Linked DNA regions of Sus scrofa: region 2 is linked to region 1. Evidence: chromatin contacts called from public HiChIP or PLAC-seq data. All regions are on one chromosome and are shown on one strand. Each heading gives the region's core, a stretch centred on a gene start, on an enhancer-like site or on the middle of the called end of the contact. The rest is flanking DNA. Distances are from core to core; before and after follow the strand shown.

Evidence for each region. HiChIP or PLAC-seq counts read pairs in DNA pulled down with a chosen protein or histone mark.
Region 2: an H3K27ac HiChIP or PLAC-seq map of alveolar macrophages shows a contact between it and region 1. The contact joins two enhancer-like sites. A contact is called at or near these places in 1 of 47 Hi-C or Micro-C datasets (embryonic fibroblasts) and 1 of 2 datasets of contacts at active chromatin or transcription factors (alveolar macrophages).

Annotation. Positions count from the first base shown.
Region 1 is chr6:69,553,284-69,560,770 of Sscrofa11.1, reverse strand. It overlaps GPR157 (G-protein coupled receptor 157), which reads left to right. Exons shown (of 4, transcript XM_021095284.1): 3 at 610-804; 4 at 1,211-1,831. The coding sequence ends at 1,426. Among named protein-coding and RNA genes, the nearest start is that of SLC2A5, 21 kb to the right of the region's middle. Within about 2 kb of position 4,915, at least 3 of the 83 cell types and tissues checked have an H3K27ac peak or open chromatin away from gene starts, as enhancers often do. A contact at or near this core is called in alveolar macrophages, where this site is marked.
Region 2 is chr6:69,846,249-69,853,735 of Sscrofa11.1, reverse strand. No RefSeq gene overlaps it. Among named protein-coding and RNA genes, the nearest start is that of SLC25A33, 85 kb to the left of the region's middle. Within about 2 kb of position 2,840, at least 18 of the 83 cell types and tissues checked have an H3K27ac peak or open chromatin away from gene starts, as enhancers often do. A contact at or near this core is called in alveolar macrophages, where this site is marked.

The DNA of each region.
Region 1 (7,487 bases), core at 3,666-6,165:
GGTGGTGGTGCTAGGACCAGGCAGTGGACAGAACATCCAGGTCAGGGTCTGTTTTCCATGGATGGACACAGTAGCCTTGGGGATCAGGAGCAGGTGTCCATTTTGGACGTGAAAAGTTTCCCATGGACTTAGGTTCCCACGTCGGGGCACAGAGCAGGCGGAGGACCAAGGAGACAGGTATTCAGGAGAAAGATCCAGGAGTTCCCATCATGGCTCAGCAGAAATGAACCCAACTTGCATCCATGAGGACGCGGGTTCAATCCCTGGCCTCACTCAGTGGGTTAAGGATCCAGCGTTGCCATGAACTGCGGTGTAGGTTGCAGACATGGCTCGGATCCCTACTGTGGCTGTGGTGTAGGCCAGCAGCTACAGCTCCGATTCGACCCCTAGCCTGGAATCTCCATATGCCTCGGGTGCAGCCCTAAAAAGAAAAAAAAAAAAAATCCAGACCAGGCCAGAGATGGGAACCTGGCCACCACGTCGGGTGGAAAAGGCACTGCATGCCTCCTGTCCCCCTCCTCCAGCCAGTCTCCGCGCTGGGAGGAGGGCGGCCCGGGGTGGGGGGCAGTGTGTGTCTGGCTCACTCTGCCCCCCGCCTTCCCTGCCCAGCACGAGGCGCTCTCCGAGTACCGGCCCACCATCTCCGAGACCCACCAGCTTCGGGGCCGCTCCTCCGTGGCTGACAAGAAGCTGGTCCTCATCCCGCTCATCTTCATCTGCCTCCGGGTCTGGAGCACCGTGCGCTTCGTCCTGACCCTCTGCGGCTCCCCGGCCGTGCAGGTGCCGGTGTTGGTCGTTCTGCATGTACGTAGGTCCACCCTCCCCGGCCCTGCCCTGTCCTCGCTGCTCTAAGGTCACACTCCCGCTTCCAGCAGAGCAGGCTCGTCCCAACGTGCCGACCGACACTGGCCAGCTGAGGGCTCTGCTCCATCGAGGCTTCCCCCTGCCCGACGGGGATCCTTGACCAGAGAAGGGGGGAAGATCAGGGTGGCCGGGGGCAGCCCCAGGGCGCTGAGCTGCTGTCCGTGGCCTGCAGGTTCAGGCTTGCCCGATGCTCTGCCAAAGGCCTTCGTGGCCAGGGTCCCCCAGACCAGCCTCAAGGCGGAGGGGACCAGATCCCCGGGTCCCCAGCACCTCCCAGCCTCCCAGCCTGCGCCATGAGGACCGGCTCCAGCCCTGGCACTCACACCTCTCCCTTTCTCCCCACCAGGGTGTCGGGAACACGTTTCAGGGAGGCGCCAATTGCATCATGTTCGCCCTCTGCACCCAGGCGGTCCGGACTCGGCTCCTGCAAGTCTGCTGCTGCTGCTCCTCTCAGTCTCCCACCACCGAGACCCAGGAGGGCCCTCCCGCCGCCTCCGCACCCATCAAGGCGGGCAAGTCTCAGGGCCCCAGCTGGGCCCCAGACCAACAACTGAGCACCTGAGCTCCCCGCTCCCTAGCTCTGTGCGTAGGTGCTGCCACCTGGGGCCAGGTGGCTCAGAGTCCCCTCTGTGGGGGGGCTGTGCTGTGACTGTTGGCAGTTGGAACTTTTGACCCCCGTGGGGGAGCAGCGCGAACTCAGCTTGTCTACCTCCTTGACCCTCAGGCACGACCCCTCACACCCTGCTGCACTGGGGGGAGTTCGTGTGCATGAGGGCTGGCACTGACATTCAGGGAAACCAGTGGTGTGGGATCACGGCCACGCTGCCTTGTGGCCAGCGGATCATCGGCCTCGTTTACAGGTGGAGGGACCCACACCTGTGGGAAAAGCACAAAGAGACATGCTCACTGTATACCCGTCCTCAATAAAATGCCAGGGGCTACCAGAGATGCGGCCCCCACCAAGGTATCACGGAGCAGATTCCTGGTTTGTCAGAGCGTTGAGATTCTCCCTCGAGCCTGGCTTTTCTTGGATAGCTTTGCTGGTCAACAAAAGGGCAGTAGCTTTGACCAGGAGGTGACCGCCGTGAGCACAGCCCCGCACAGCTGCTCAGGGCAGCTGGTCCCCTCGGAGCCTCCCAAATTCTGGGGCTGTCAGCCCTTGATGTAGATTGCGTTAATTTCAAGCACAGGCTGGGATCCAGTCTCCCGCCTCCACCAGGCACTTAAAATAAGGGTCCCTCCTCCAGTTCCAGGGTTGGAACGGTGCAGTGACACCTGACTGTCACTCGGGTTTGTTCTTTTTTGGGGTGGAGGACTGCACCCAAGCAGAAGTTCCCAGGCCAGAGACTGAACATGAGCCACAGCAGTGACAACACCAGATCCTTAATCCACTGTGTCACAAGGAACTTCCTAGGTGTCCTTCTTTAAAAGGTTGTTATGAGTAGTTCCTGTTGTGGCGCAGCAGAAGTGAATCCTACTTGTATCCCTGAGGATGCAGGTTCAATCCCTGTTCTCGCTCGGTGGGTTGAGGATCTGGCATTGCTGTGAGCTGTAGTGTAGGTCACAAACACGACTTGGATCCTGCATTGCTGTGGCTGTGGTGTAGGCTGGCAGCTGTAGCTCCAATTTGACCCCTAGCCTGGGACGTCCATATGCTGAGGGTATAGCCCTAAAAAGCCAAAAAAAAAAAAAAAAGTTTTTATGAGAATCAACAAGAAGTGAACATCCTCTTAGGATAACAAGAAGTGAACATCCTCTTAGGATTCCAAGAAAGCTCCAGTCTGCCCTACAGAAAGCTCCTTGTCGGTAGGGCAGTCTCCTTACAGAAACTGCCCATGTGAGGGGCGTCAGGGGTTCCCCTAAAGAAGTTGCAGCAAACCACCGGCACCTAGCTGGTAAAGACCCTCACCTTAGCTTCTAGAGAGGAGCAGAAATTCAAGACGTTGCTTGCTGCAAAAAAGAAAATGCGGAATTCCCGTCGTGACACAGTGGTTAACGACTCCAACTAGGAACCATGAGGTTGTGGGTTTGATCCCAGGCCTTGCTCAGTGGGTTAAGGATCTGGCGTTGCCGTGAGCTGTGGTGTAGGTCGCAGACGCGGCTTGGATCCCGCGTTGCTCTGGCTCTGGCACAGGCTGGTGGCTACAGCTCCGATTCGACCCCTAGCCTGGGAACCTCCATATGCCGGGTGGAGCGGCTCAAGAAAAAGGCAAAAAGACCAAAAAAAAAAAGGAAAAAGAAAATGCTTCACGGTTGAGTTAGAGTAGGGGCCACAGGGGAGGAGGAGGTGGGGGCGGAGAATGATGTTGGAAGAAAACCCGCTCTGAACTGGGCCCCAGAGGCCTTGGCTCGAAGGAGCCCGCTGGGCGTGGCCTCAGCTGGGCGGGGCTGGGACGCATCTTTCCCCCGATTGGCTGCAGCCGGGAAGGAGGCGGGGCTCAAAGAAGACTATCTCTCCGCCCGTCCCGGCCTTGTCCAGGTCTCCCTGCATCTGTGTGATGCCTCGGGTGTACACACTGCCCCAGAGTTGCCCCGGGTATTTCCATTCCCCTCCCTCTGCTCCCCACCCTGCTTCCTTCTCCCCGGTGGCCCTTACAGACAGGTGCATGTGTGATATGTGACTGCGGATGGGGAAGGGGCTCATCCCGGTGCCAGAACTTTACCAAGGGCAGCATCTCAGATCAGTCCAGCTGGGTGAGTGGAGCGCAGAGCTGAAGGATGCGTGGGAATGATGTCCCATCCTTAAGGCCCCGGAAGGGCTCTTGCCTCGGATCCGAGCAGAACAAAAGTGCGTTCCCTTTTCACCGGGCTCAGCCTCAGGGTTCTCCCTCCTCTGTATGTAGTTAAAATTTCTCCACCCTCATCCCTGTCACAGATGTGTGACCTCAGCCTGAGCAGGTCCTGCCATCTCTTGTTACGGTGCGTTCTCCGCCCTGAGTCCCGCTCTTCTCAGGCGCTTTTGAACCTTGGCCTTTTCCTCAGGCTAAGCACATTCTGCCTCTTTGTGCCTCTGAGTTGTGTCTGGTTGTTTATTTTGCTTTGGTTTTTTAAGGCCGCACCTGCGGTATATCAAAGTTCCCAGGCTAGGGGTGGAATCAGAGCTGCATCTGCCGGCCTACACCACAGCCACAGCAACACCGGATTCTTAACTCACTGAGCAAGGCCAGGGATCTAACCCGCATCCTCATGTATACTAGTTTGGTTCGTTACTGCTGAATCACACCGGGAACTCCCTGTTTTTGTTTTTTAATAAAGATTATCATGTGGCCTGGGCTGAGGATGCAGACAGAGCTCTCCATGTGTCCACGAAAAGAAAAACAATTTTTGCAGACATGCCATGGTGGCATAATGTCATCGAGGGAGGGTTTTTTGCCCGTACGAAATTGACCCACCATCTGGATCAAGACCAAAGTCTTGCTGTTTTAAATTAAATAAAATAATTATTGTTCTTTTGTGAGTTTGATAAACTGCCCATGATGTATGTGGCTGGAGGGAAAGAGCGGTGGACAGGGCGATCCAGACAGGCCTGTGCAGATCCAGAGTCAGGTCCTGGACACAACCTCTGGCTCCTTCTCTGTGGGCAAATGCAGTCAAGGGGCAGCCACCCGACTGGCATAGCCAGCTTCTCCTGAGTCTGCCTCATAGAATCACGGGTGTTGGGGAGGGGGGAATGCTGGGGTGGTGTTTAGAATACATATTCCCAGGTCCCCAGCCCTCATGAGGGTCCCCAAATCCAGGAACCCACAGCTTGGGGCAAAATTCTCATGAGACACACCAGCACTGAGCCACCAACCATGTCTCACTCCCTGCACGATCTGATCACAGCACCTGGTGCCCATGGCAGAGGCAGCTAAGGCTCCCTGGTGGCCAAGGGCTGCTCTTGTCAGAAGGAAACGGCGTCCCCACATCAGCCAGTAGAGCTGCTGGCTGTGCAGACCTTCAGAGCCTCGCCTTCAAGTCCTTTTATTTTTTTTAACTGGCAACATCTTGGGACCTTTGCTCCCCAAAGGGCTGTTTGTTTCTTTGTTCCACTTTCTGGATTGCGTAAAGTTAAAAATATATCCACTGGAGTTCCTGTTGGGGCTCAGCAGGTTGAAGACCTGATGCTGTCTCTGTGAATCCTCATAGGTTGCAGATATGGCTGGGATCCAGTATTGCTGTGGCTGCAGTGTTGGCTGGCAGCTGCATTTGCAATTCAACCCCTAGCCCGGGAACTTCCTATGCTGCAGGTATAGCCCTACAAAGAAAAGAAAACTATATGAACTATCAAGAGAATGAGAAGACAAGCCAAAGACTGGAAGAAAATATTTGCAAAAGACACATCTGTGTATCTATATGAAACAGTGGATGTTAGTCTTTTTTTTTTTTTTTTTTTTGGCTGTGGCATGAATTGGTTTGATATATCAAGTCCTGACCACTAGAGCACCAGGGAACTCCCAGGATGTAATCATTTCACAATATCTGTGAATCATCATATGCTGTCCTCTTTAATCTTACACAGCGATATGTGTCAATTATTTCTCAGTGAAACTGGGGTGAGGGGCGGTCTTTATCTGATAAAGGGCTCTTTTTTTTTTTTTTTTTTTGGCCTTTTTTTTAAGGACTGCACCCCCAGCATATGGAAGTTCCAAGTCCAGGGGTTGAATCAGAGTGGCAGTTGCCACGCTATACCACAGCCACAGCAATGCAGGATCCAGGCGTCATCTGCGACCTACACCACAGCTCATGGCAACGCCAGATCCTTAACCCACTGAGTGAGCCCGGGGATCAAACCCGAATCCTCATGGATACTAATCGGATTCGTTTCCGCTGTGCCACAATGGGAACTCCCTGAAGTAGGACGATTACTAGAGTTCCCCTTGTGGCACAGTGAAAATGAATCCAACTGGGAACCATAAGGTTGCAGGTTCAATCCCTGGCCTCGTTCAGTGGGTTAAGAATCCGGCGTTGCCATGAGCTGTGGTGTAGATCACAGACTCGGCTTGATCTCGTGTTGCTGTGGCTGTGGTGTAGGCCGGCAGCTGTAGCTCCGATTCGACTCCCAGCCTGGGAACCTCCATATGCTGAGGGTGAGGCCCTAAAAAGACAAAAAGACAAAAAAAAAAAAAAAAAAAAGACGTCCCTCAGTAGGAGAATGGACAAATAAAGTGTGGTCCATCCAGATGGTCAGCACTAAAAAGAAACGAGCTATTGAGCCGTGAAAAGAAAGGCAGGAAACCTAAACGCCTTCCTCAGTGAAAGAAGCCGATCTGAAAAGACTTCATGCTATGTGATTTCAACTCTATGGAAAAGGCAAAACTAGGGAGACACTAAAAAGGTCAGGGGTTGCGGGGAGGGAGGCAGAGCACAGGGGATTTTTAGGCGGTGAAACTGTTCCGTGTGACACTGCGGTGCTGGATGCTTATCAATACATTTGTCCACGTGCACAGAATGTCCAACACCCAGCGTGAACCTGATGTAAACGATGGACTTTGGTGATCGTGATGTGTCCGTGCAAGTTTATCCCTGCTGACAAGTGTGCCATCTGATGGGAGGTGTGGATAATGGAGGGGGTACATGTGGGAGCAGGAGGTACATGGGAAATCCCTGTATCTCCCCCAGATTTTGCTGTAAACCTTAAACTGCTCTTTAGAAAAATTGTCTTTTTAAAAAATTTCTGGGCTGAAGTTTTTTTTTTTATTTTGTCAAAGTATACTTCATTTACAATGTTGTGATAATTTCTGCTATACAACAAAGGAATTCAGTTATACATATACACACATCCATTCATTTTCAGATTCTTTTCTCATAGAGACCATAAGAAAGTCTTAATGTAATTATTTAATTTAAAAATACTTTGGTGTTCCCATTGTGGCTCAGGGGAAATCAACCTGACTGGTATCCATGAGGATGCGGGTTCGATCCCTGGCCTCGCTCAGTGGGTTAAGGATCCAGCATTGCTTCGAGCTGCTGTGTAGGTCGAAGACCCAGCTTGGATTTGCATTACTGTGGCTGCGGTATAGGTTGGCAGCTGCAGCACCAATTTGACCCCTAGCCCGGGAACTTCCAGATGCCGCACCTGTGGCCCTAAAAAAAAAAAAAATTGATGGAGTTCCTGCTGTGGTGCCATGGGTTAAGGACCTGGGGTTGCCGCAGCTGCAGCTCTCCTTGGCGTGGGAACTTCCATGAGCTGCAAGTGCAGCTGAAAAAGAAAAAAAAAAATAATTAAGTAAGTAAAATACATTGACGAGCCCCTAGGAGTGACTTGCATCTTTTATATTAATTTTGTTATTAGGATGTGATATGCACAAACTTAAACAGCACAAAATCAGCCGTGCCCGGTCTCACTTCTTCAGGTGACCACTTTGGCGGTATTTTGGCTACTCTCTCTGACCCAGATGCGATGTGTGCATCTGTGAGAAAACAACTGGGAGTTCCCGTCGTGGCGCAGTGGTTAATAAATCCAACTAGGAACCATGAGGTTGCCAGTTCAGTCCCTGCCCTTGCTCAGTGGGTTAGCGATCCGGCGTTGCCGTGAGCTGTGGTGTAGGTTGCAGACACGGCTCGGATCCCGAGTTGCTGTGGCTCTGGCGTAGGCCAGTGGCTACAGCTCCGATTGGACCCCTAGCCTGGGAACGTCCATA
Region 2 (7,487 bases), core at 1,591-4,090, 300 kb before region 1:
TAGCTGCGGCTTGGATTCCGTTCCTGGCCTGGGAACTTCCATGTGCCGTGGGTGCCATGGAAATGGCTGGATCCAAACAATGGCATATTCTTTAGCCCTCAAAAGAAATAAGCTATCAAGACATGCAGAGACAGGAGTTCCTGTTGTGGCTCAGCCGGTTAAGAACTCAACTAGAATCCATCAGGATGCGGGTTCAGTCCCTGGCCTCACTCAGTGGGTTATGGATCCAGCGTTGCTGTGAGCCGTGGTGTAGGTTGCAGAGATGGCTCAGATCCCATGTTGCTGTGGCTGTGGCCGGCAGTTGCAGCTCTGATTTGACCCCTTGCCCGCAGGTGGGGTCCTAACAAGAAAACAAAAAACAAAACGCAAAGACATGGAGGAAATTTAAATGCCTTGCTGAGGGAAAAGAGGTCAATCTGAAAATGCATATATAGGATATTCTGGAAAAGGCAAAATTATAAAGATCAGTAGTTGCCAGGGCTGAGGTGGAGGGAGGGGCGCACAAAGAATTTTTAGGCTGTGAGACTTCTCTGCATGATGCTACCATTGTGGGTACCTGTCATTATGTACTTGTCCAAATCTAGAGACTATGCAAAACAGGGTGACCTTTAATGTGAGGCATGGACTGTGGGTGACAATGATGTGTCACTGTGGGTTCGTTGAGTTTTAAGAAATGTACTGCTCTTGGGGGGGAGGTGATAGAGAGGGGGCTGGGTATGGGGGGGGGATACTTGAGTTCTCTGTGCTTGTCACTCAATTCTGCTTTGACGCTAAAACTGCTCCCAAAAATAAGGCCTATTAAAATATATGTATTTGAGGGAGTTCCCGTCATGGCTCAGTGGAAACAAATCCGACTAGGAACCATGAGGTTACAGGTTCGATCCCTGGCCTTGCTCAGTGGGTTAAGGATCTGGCGTTGCTATGAGCTGTGGTGTAGGTGGCAGACATGGCTTGGATCCTGCGTGGCTGTGGCTGTGGTGTAGGCCGGTGACTACAGCTCCGATTAGACCCCTGGCCCGGGAACCTCCACATGCCGTGGTTGTGGCCCTAAAAATACAGAAAGACTATATATATGTATATATACATATATATATATACACATATATATATATATATATATGCATATTTGAAAATGGTTCATAGAGAGGCCCAGGTGTATTTGTTTTTAGATGTCCAGCCCATTTCATTCCCAAAGTCTGCCAACAAGTTCTTCTACATATTTGAGAGGGCTGTCAGGTCTGGTGGAGGGAGAACACCCCCAAATATGCTTCCATAAAGACATGTATTCAGGCAGCTTCACCTTGCTCTTCTTCCGTCCCCATCTGGGCCGCTCCGGGGCTCCCTGTGCCTGCCCTGCGCACATAGAATGTTGCCAGGTCAGCCGTATACACTGTCCCTTAGTCACAAAGAGTGTTATTTAGTCTACGAACTCTCTGAGGAAATATCCGCTTGCACGTGAAAAATCTCTGGAATTTCTCTGTTCCGCTCCATCCCATGTCCCTGTGTCTGTGAGACCGCCTTGAAAAGCTTCCGCACACAAGTGCTGCCTTGTTCAGGGGCGACTCCCGCAGGCCCAGCTCTGGCACACTTCGGTCCCCACCGGTGGTGTCCCTCTCAGCTGCTCCTGCCCCTCTGAGACTGGCTGTGCCCAGGGGGAAGAGGAGGAGGAGGAGAGAAGAGGGAGGAGGGAGAGAAGGAGGAAGGGGAGGAGGAAGAGGAGGAGGACTCTGAAGTTCAGAAGTAAGAGGTCTTACGCCACTGGAGATAGAGAGGAGCAAAATCCACAGCCTCGGAGTTCCCATCGTGGCGCAGTGGGAACAAATCCGACTAGGAACCATGAGGTTGCAGGTTCGATCCCTGGCCTTGCTCAGTAGGTTAAAGGATCTGGCGTTGTCGTGAACTGTGGTGTAGGTCGCAGACACAGCTGGGATCTGGTGTTGCTGTGGCTGTGGGGTAGGCCGGCAGCTGTAGCTCCAATTGGACTCCTAGCCTGGGAAACTCCATATGCCCCAGGTGTGGCTCTAAAAAGACACATACACACACACAAAAGACAAAACATGGTCTCATGTCCAGACACCCAGCTCACCCTCGGTCCCTGCCTTGGGCTGCTTGTGCCGCAGATCCCGCCATGTCCCCCTCCCCAGCCCTCGGATCCTTCTTCTCAATCCTCCTCCCTCCTCTCTGGAGTATTCCCTGCCCCCGACTGGCAACTGATGTTGACAGATCTGGTGTCACTTAGTCTAGGCGCGCTGGGACCCAGGGGACGCCCAAGGGCCTTCCCTGACAGGCTGCAAAGACACAAGCCCTCCTCTTTCTCCTCTTTCACCCGAGGGCAGGAGGGCAGGTACACCCCTCCCACACCTCCGGCCTGGCCCTCCCGTCTCTTCTCCCCCACCCCCCATCTCCAGGGCTGTCTTGTCTCCTGGGACTGATTCCAGCAGCCTAAGACAACTTCCTAGTGCCTTTTATGAACGCTGTTCTCTTCGTGCCTTGCTTTGAGTTGGGTTAAACCCAGCAGGTCGGGTTAAACCAGACAGCACGAAAAAGGGAAGGTGGAAAAAAATTCCAGGGGGAGGGAGGGTCCCCTCTGGAAACCAAGAAACAGTCAAGTCCCAGGTGTGGAAATTTTAAATAGAAACCCGCTTATGCTGCACTTGCTATGACAGCAGCTGGCACTTGGAGTCCCAGGTCTTTTCAGAAGACTAACATTTAACTTCCAGGCGGTTCTGGGATAGCATTGCCATCCTGCGAACTCATGACCGCACATGCTCAGTGGCCTGTCCTGTCTGTGAATCTCAGATTCCAGGTTCTGAGTTGTACGTTGCACGGCTCACATTCCAACAGACTCACAATGACTCCGTTTTTTAAGAGGCAGGCATACGTGGGCATTTCATGACATCAAACCCTGAAAAATGTGGAAACTTCGGTTGCAAAATACTTAGTAGGGGAAAATAATAAGCCTCTTGATTCGCAGTGTCTCTGCTCAGCTTTTGGTTTGTTTCTGCAACTGTGACGGGCACGGGGCGTAGCGGGTACAATCGAGTATTCATTGGCACACGGCTCTCTGATCGGGAAATATCTTCCCTTCAGACAGGAATAGAGAGGTGACTTTTGGGTCACACCCAGTTCTCACAAAAGGCTTTTCAAAAGGGATGAAAGCCAAGAAATTCTGATTTGTTGGGAGACACCAGGGAGCTTTCAAAAGATAAAAGTGCCGGGGTGGCGGGGGGGGGCGGGGGGGGGGAGATAAAGATGCCGTAAGCCTCCAGGGCTGCAAAATTCTCGGGGTGGGGAGTGGGCGAGCACTACCGGGTTACAGGGGCCCTGCTGCCCCCTACGCAGACTTTCCAGCCAGGCTGCTGGCTGCAGGCTCCATCCCTGTCCTGTGGCTGAGGCCACGGTTCCTCATTTCCCTGGAAAGCCTGTGTGATGGCCTCTGCCTGTGGCTGCCTGGCCCGCCCGCAGCTCTACCAGCCCCACGGCTTGCTCAACAACCAGGCAAGGTGACACCATGTCCTCGCATTTCCTCCTCAGGAGATCCTGACAAAGCAGGACCCGCTGGTGGCCCCCAGTACTTGTGTTTCTAAATCGCAGAAGCCTCTGCCTTTCCTCTGGATCAGTCCCCTTTCCTTGGCTGGGAAAGCAGAAGATACAGAATGAAGAGGAGGTGAGGGAGCGGGAGAGAGGCCGAGTATTCGTTCAGCTCCTCAAATCTCTGCGAGGAATCAGGAGACACACAGTCTCCTTCAGCTTACAGACACTATTTAGATTTTTATGTTTATTTATTTATTTATTTAGGCCTCATCTTCAGGATATAGAGTTCCCCAGGCCAGGGATTGAACCTGCGCCACAGCTGTGACCTGAGCTGCTGCAGAGACAACGCTGGAGGATCCTTAACCCACTGTACCACAGTGGGAATTCCTCTAGCTCTTTTCTTTTGCTTTTTATGGCCAAATCTGAGGCATATGGTAGTTCCCAGGCTAGGGGTCCAATTGGAGCTAGAGCTGCCGGCCTACATCACAACCACAGCAACACGAGATCCGAGCCTCGTCTGTAACCTACACCACAGCTCATGGCAATGCCAGATCTTTAACCCACTGAGCAAGGCCAGGGATCGAACCCGCAACCTCATGGTTCCCAGTCAGATTCATTTCCACTGCGCCATGATGGGAAATCCTCTCCCTTTAGCTCTTTAAGGTAGGGTCAATTCTTCAATCACTGGACAAACTCTTGCAAAAACCGGTGCCCAGATTAGTGCCTGGTATGCTCAGGACACTCCAGATATTTCAGGATGGATACGCCAAGCACCATTACAGGTACTGAGCTGTAGTGGCAGACAAAAGAGTCAAAAACCCCTGCCTGCGTGGAGCTGTGTTCCAGTTGGGGAGGCAGGTGGAGAAGAGACAGGGAGCAGGTGATGTTTTAGACAGGGTGAAAGCTCTGCGGACAATCACGTGCAGAAAGAGGACCTGCCTGGGAGGGTCCTGGGAGGAGGGCAGCTGGGAACATCTCGCTGGTGAGCAGGCACATGCATAAAGACCCAAAGGAACGGATGGAGGGAGCCACGTGGAGGGTCCCCGGAGAGGGTGTTCCGGGTGGAGGAAGCAGGTGGGTGTGTGTCCGGTGTGCGCAAGCATCAGCAGAGCCGAGGTGATGAGGCCAGAGAGGAGGAAAGGAATGGAACTTTGTTTACGGTCTCCTCCGCAAAAACTCCCAGAAGCACATGCATGGGGAAAGAAGAAGGTGACAACTCTATGACAATAAAACTGGTGACAGAATTGACAGTGAGTACCAGGTGTTTGGGTCACAGGAACAGGTGGACGGAGCATCTTGGGTCAGAGACAGGCTGTGCTCTTGAAGCATCATGTAAGGGAAGTGATCTGAATCTGACTTGAACGGGCTCTTTATTTTTATTTATTTATACATTTTTATGGCCGCACCCAAGGCATATGGAAGTTGATGGGGCCGGGGATTGAACCTGTGCCTCTGCAGCAACCTGAGCCACTGCCGTTTGAATCTTAATCCACTGCACCACAGTGGGAACTTCTTGAGCAGGCTCCTTAGGCCCTCAGGTGGGGAGAGATAATCTGAAATCTCTTGTGACTACTGGATCGACCCTTTGGATAAGAGAGAGCGAAGTCTTTATCCTCAGAAGAGTTCCGTTGAGGTTAAAGGAAGACAGAGCTCACCTCTTTACATCTGGGGCTGGGTCTCCTCCAGGCTGTTCTGCTGTGTCTCCATTAGCAGCCACTGGGCTCACTGTTCTGTTAGGAGATGAGAACGTGGGTCATGGCACATCATCTGCCTTGCGACTGTTAGGAGCGTGCATTCTCCTTCTCATTCAAGGATGCCTTTGCCTCCAGCTCCTAAACCATCTCCTAGTCAGGATCCCACTGCGCCCCCTCCCCGCCCCGATTCTGTTAAGTGAAACTGTTCCAGCAAAGGATGCCCAGGATCATTGCGAGAGCCAAACCGAATCGCTATCTCTAAGCTTCCTACGCCCTTATCTCGCTGAGATAAAGAAATTGCTGCCAGAGCTGAGAAAGGGAGCTGCTTCAGACTTGGACCATGTGCGATATCGCGGCTGAGGTCCCACTGCTACAGCTCAGGACTCAGGGGGACAGGCTGATGACACCGAAGACGAGTGCTGCTTCTGAAGTCGTTTGGAGCCGAGCCCTGGCCAGGCTGTGAAGCATCACCCTTCTTCGCTGCCCTCAGCCGTTTTCCCATCACTTCTGTGAACAGCGGGGATGTCACTCCATAAATGAGTATTTTGAGCCCTGGTGAGCTTTGGTTTTTGTTTTCACTCATGTGGGGAGTTGGCCCAGAGGACATAGTTAGTTACCTTCGGAGGTGGTTTCCAAGCCGTTCTGAGTCACTGTCACACCACACCAGGGGAGCGATCCTGGAATAAATAATTAAAAAAACAAAACCCAGAAAGCCTCCCCTGTTTCCTGGCAGGTCTGAAGCTCAGAAGGGGCGAGATGTTGCAATACCAAGGGGGGCAGGTTGGAGAGGGAACTGCCGGGCTGTGGGAAATTTGGATGTGATCTCCACACGCCCAGGCTGCAGCCCGGGCTCCGTCTGCTTCTCCAGGGAAATGTTAGCAGCCGAGCAGGGAGCAGAGCCAAGGCTCAGAAAATGCCAGAGAGTGGCTAAGGCCGGGGCAGTGGTGAGGAGGCGGTGCTGACACCCACGGGCAGCTTCGAGTGGGAAGTCTGTCTGCTGACCAGCATCTGTGAGCCCTGCGCTGAAACCCCAGCTGTGCGGGGAACTGACCTCATTCACGAAGTAAACACTGAATCAGATACCAGCAGGCCGAACCCGGGCTAAGTGGAAACAACACGGATATTTCCATAATTAGGAAGCCGCCAATTGGATCTGGCAGGAGAAACACTCAATACGTCCATCGGCACAAGTTCATTGCCTTGTCTTGCCAACTTCATCAGAAGCCAGTTTGCCTTGTTGCGGTTGACGTTATTTGTATGAAACTGCTTTCCTTACATTTCAGTTTTTACAGCCCGGATAATGTACTGGAAAGCAGCGTAGTCTAGCAACTGGAAGACAATATTGGGAATCCGCTGACTGGTGCCCAGTGCTGGCCGGGTCTGCAGCCTTTGCCCTGTGCCAGGGGTCGCCCGTGCCTTGAAACCCTGTTTCTGGAAGGTGGGAGCTGCCTCGGGATCAGGCTTGGTTGTCATCATCTTGGGTCCTGGTGTCTGTGTGTCCCACCTCATGGTCACGTTCACCGTCGGTTTATGCCGTCTGCTTAGGACTCAGAGCCGGTGCAAAGGTGATTCATGCCCAACTTCCACCTGGCTCCTCCTTCTTTTTCACGCAGCTTATTCAGGGGGTGTGGTTTGTTCCTCCATAGTCATTGAGACCATCGTTGGCAAGACAGTTTCATGATTCAGGGGAGAAATCATTTCCCATAGCTATTCTTTTTTTTTTTTTTTTTTTTTTTTTTGCCATGCCTGGAGCATGCAGAAGTTCCCAGACCAGGGATCGAACCTGCACCACAGCAGTGACAACGCCAGATCCTTAACCTGCTGAGCCACCAGGGAACTCCAGCTGTTCCTTTTTTGTCCTTACTTACTTATCTCTCCTGACTTGGGGAGCTGGGCTGCCTGAGTTCCAAGCTCAGCTCTACCCCTTCTGGGATGGGTGACCTTGGGTAGGTTGCTTAAACTCTGCTTCCATCTCATCATGTGTGAAAAATGCAGTGAAAATGGTACCTTCCCTTCAGGGGTGATGTGAGAATGAAAGGGTTAACTTGGGTAACACTCTTAGGACAGGAAGTGGCACATACTCAGGAGAGCTAAGTATTAGCCTTTCTTATCATTCTTATTGCTATTTTTTTCATTTTTATTTTAACAGATTTTTCTCAAAAATTTTTGTAAACATTTTTTTCCTTTCTCAGCTGCACCTGCAGCATATAGAAGTTCTGGGGCCAGGTTATCAAACCTGAGCTGCGTCTGTGACTTATG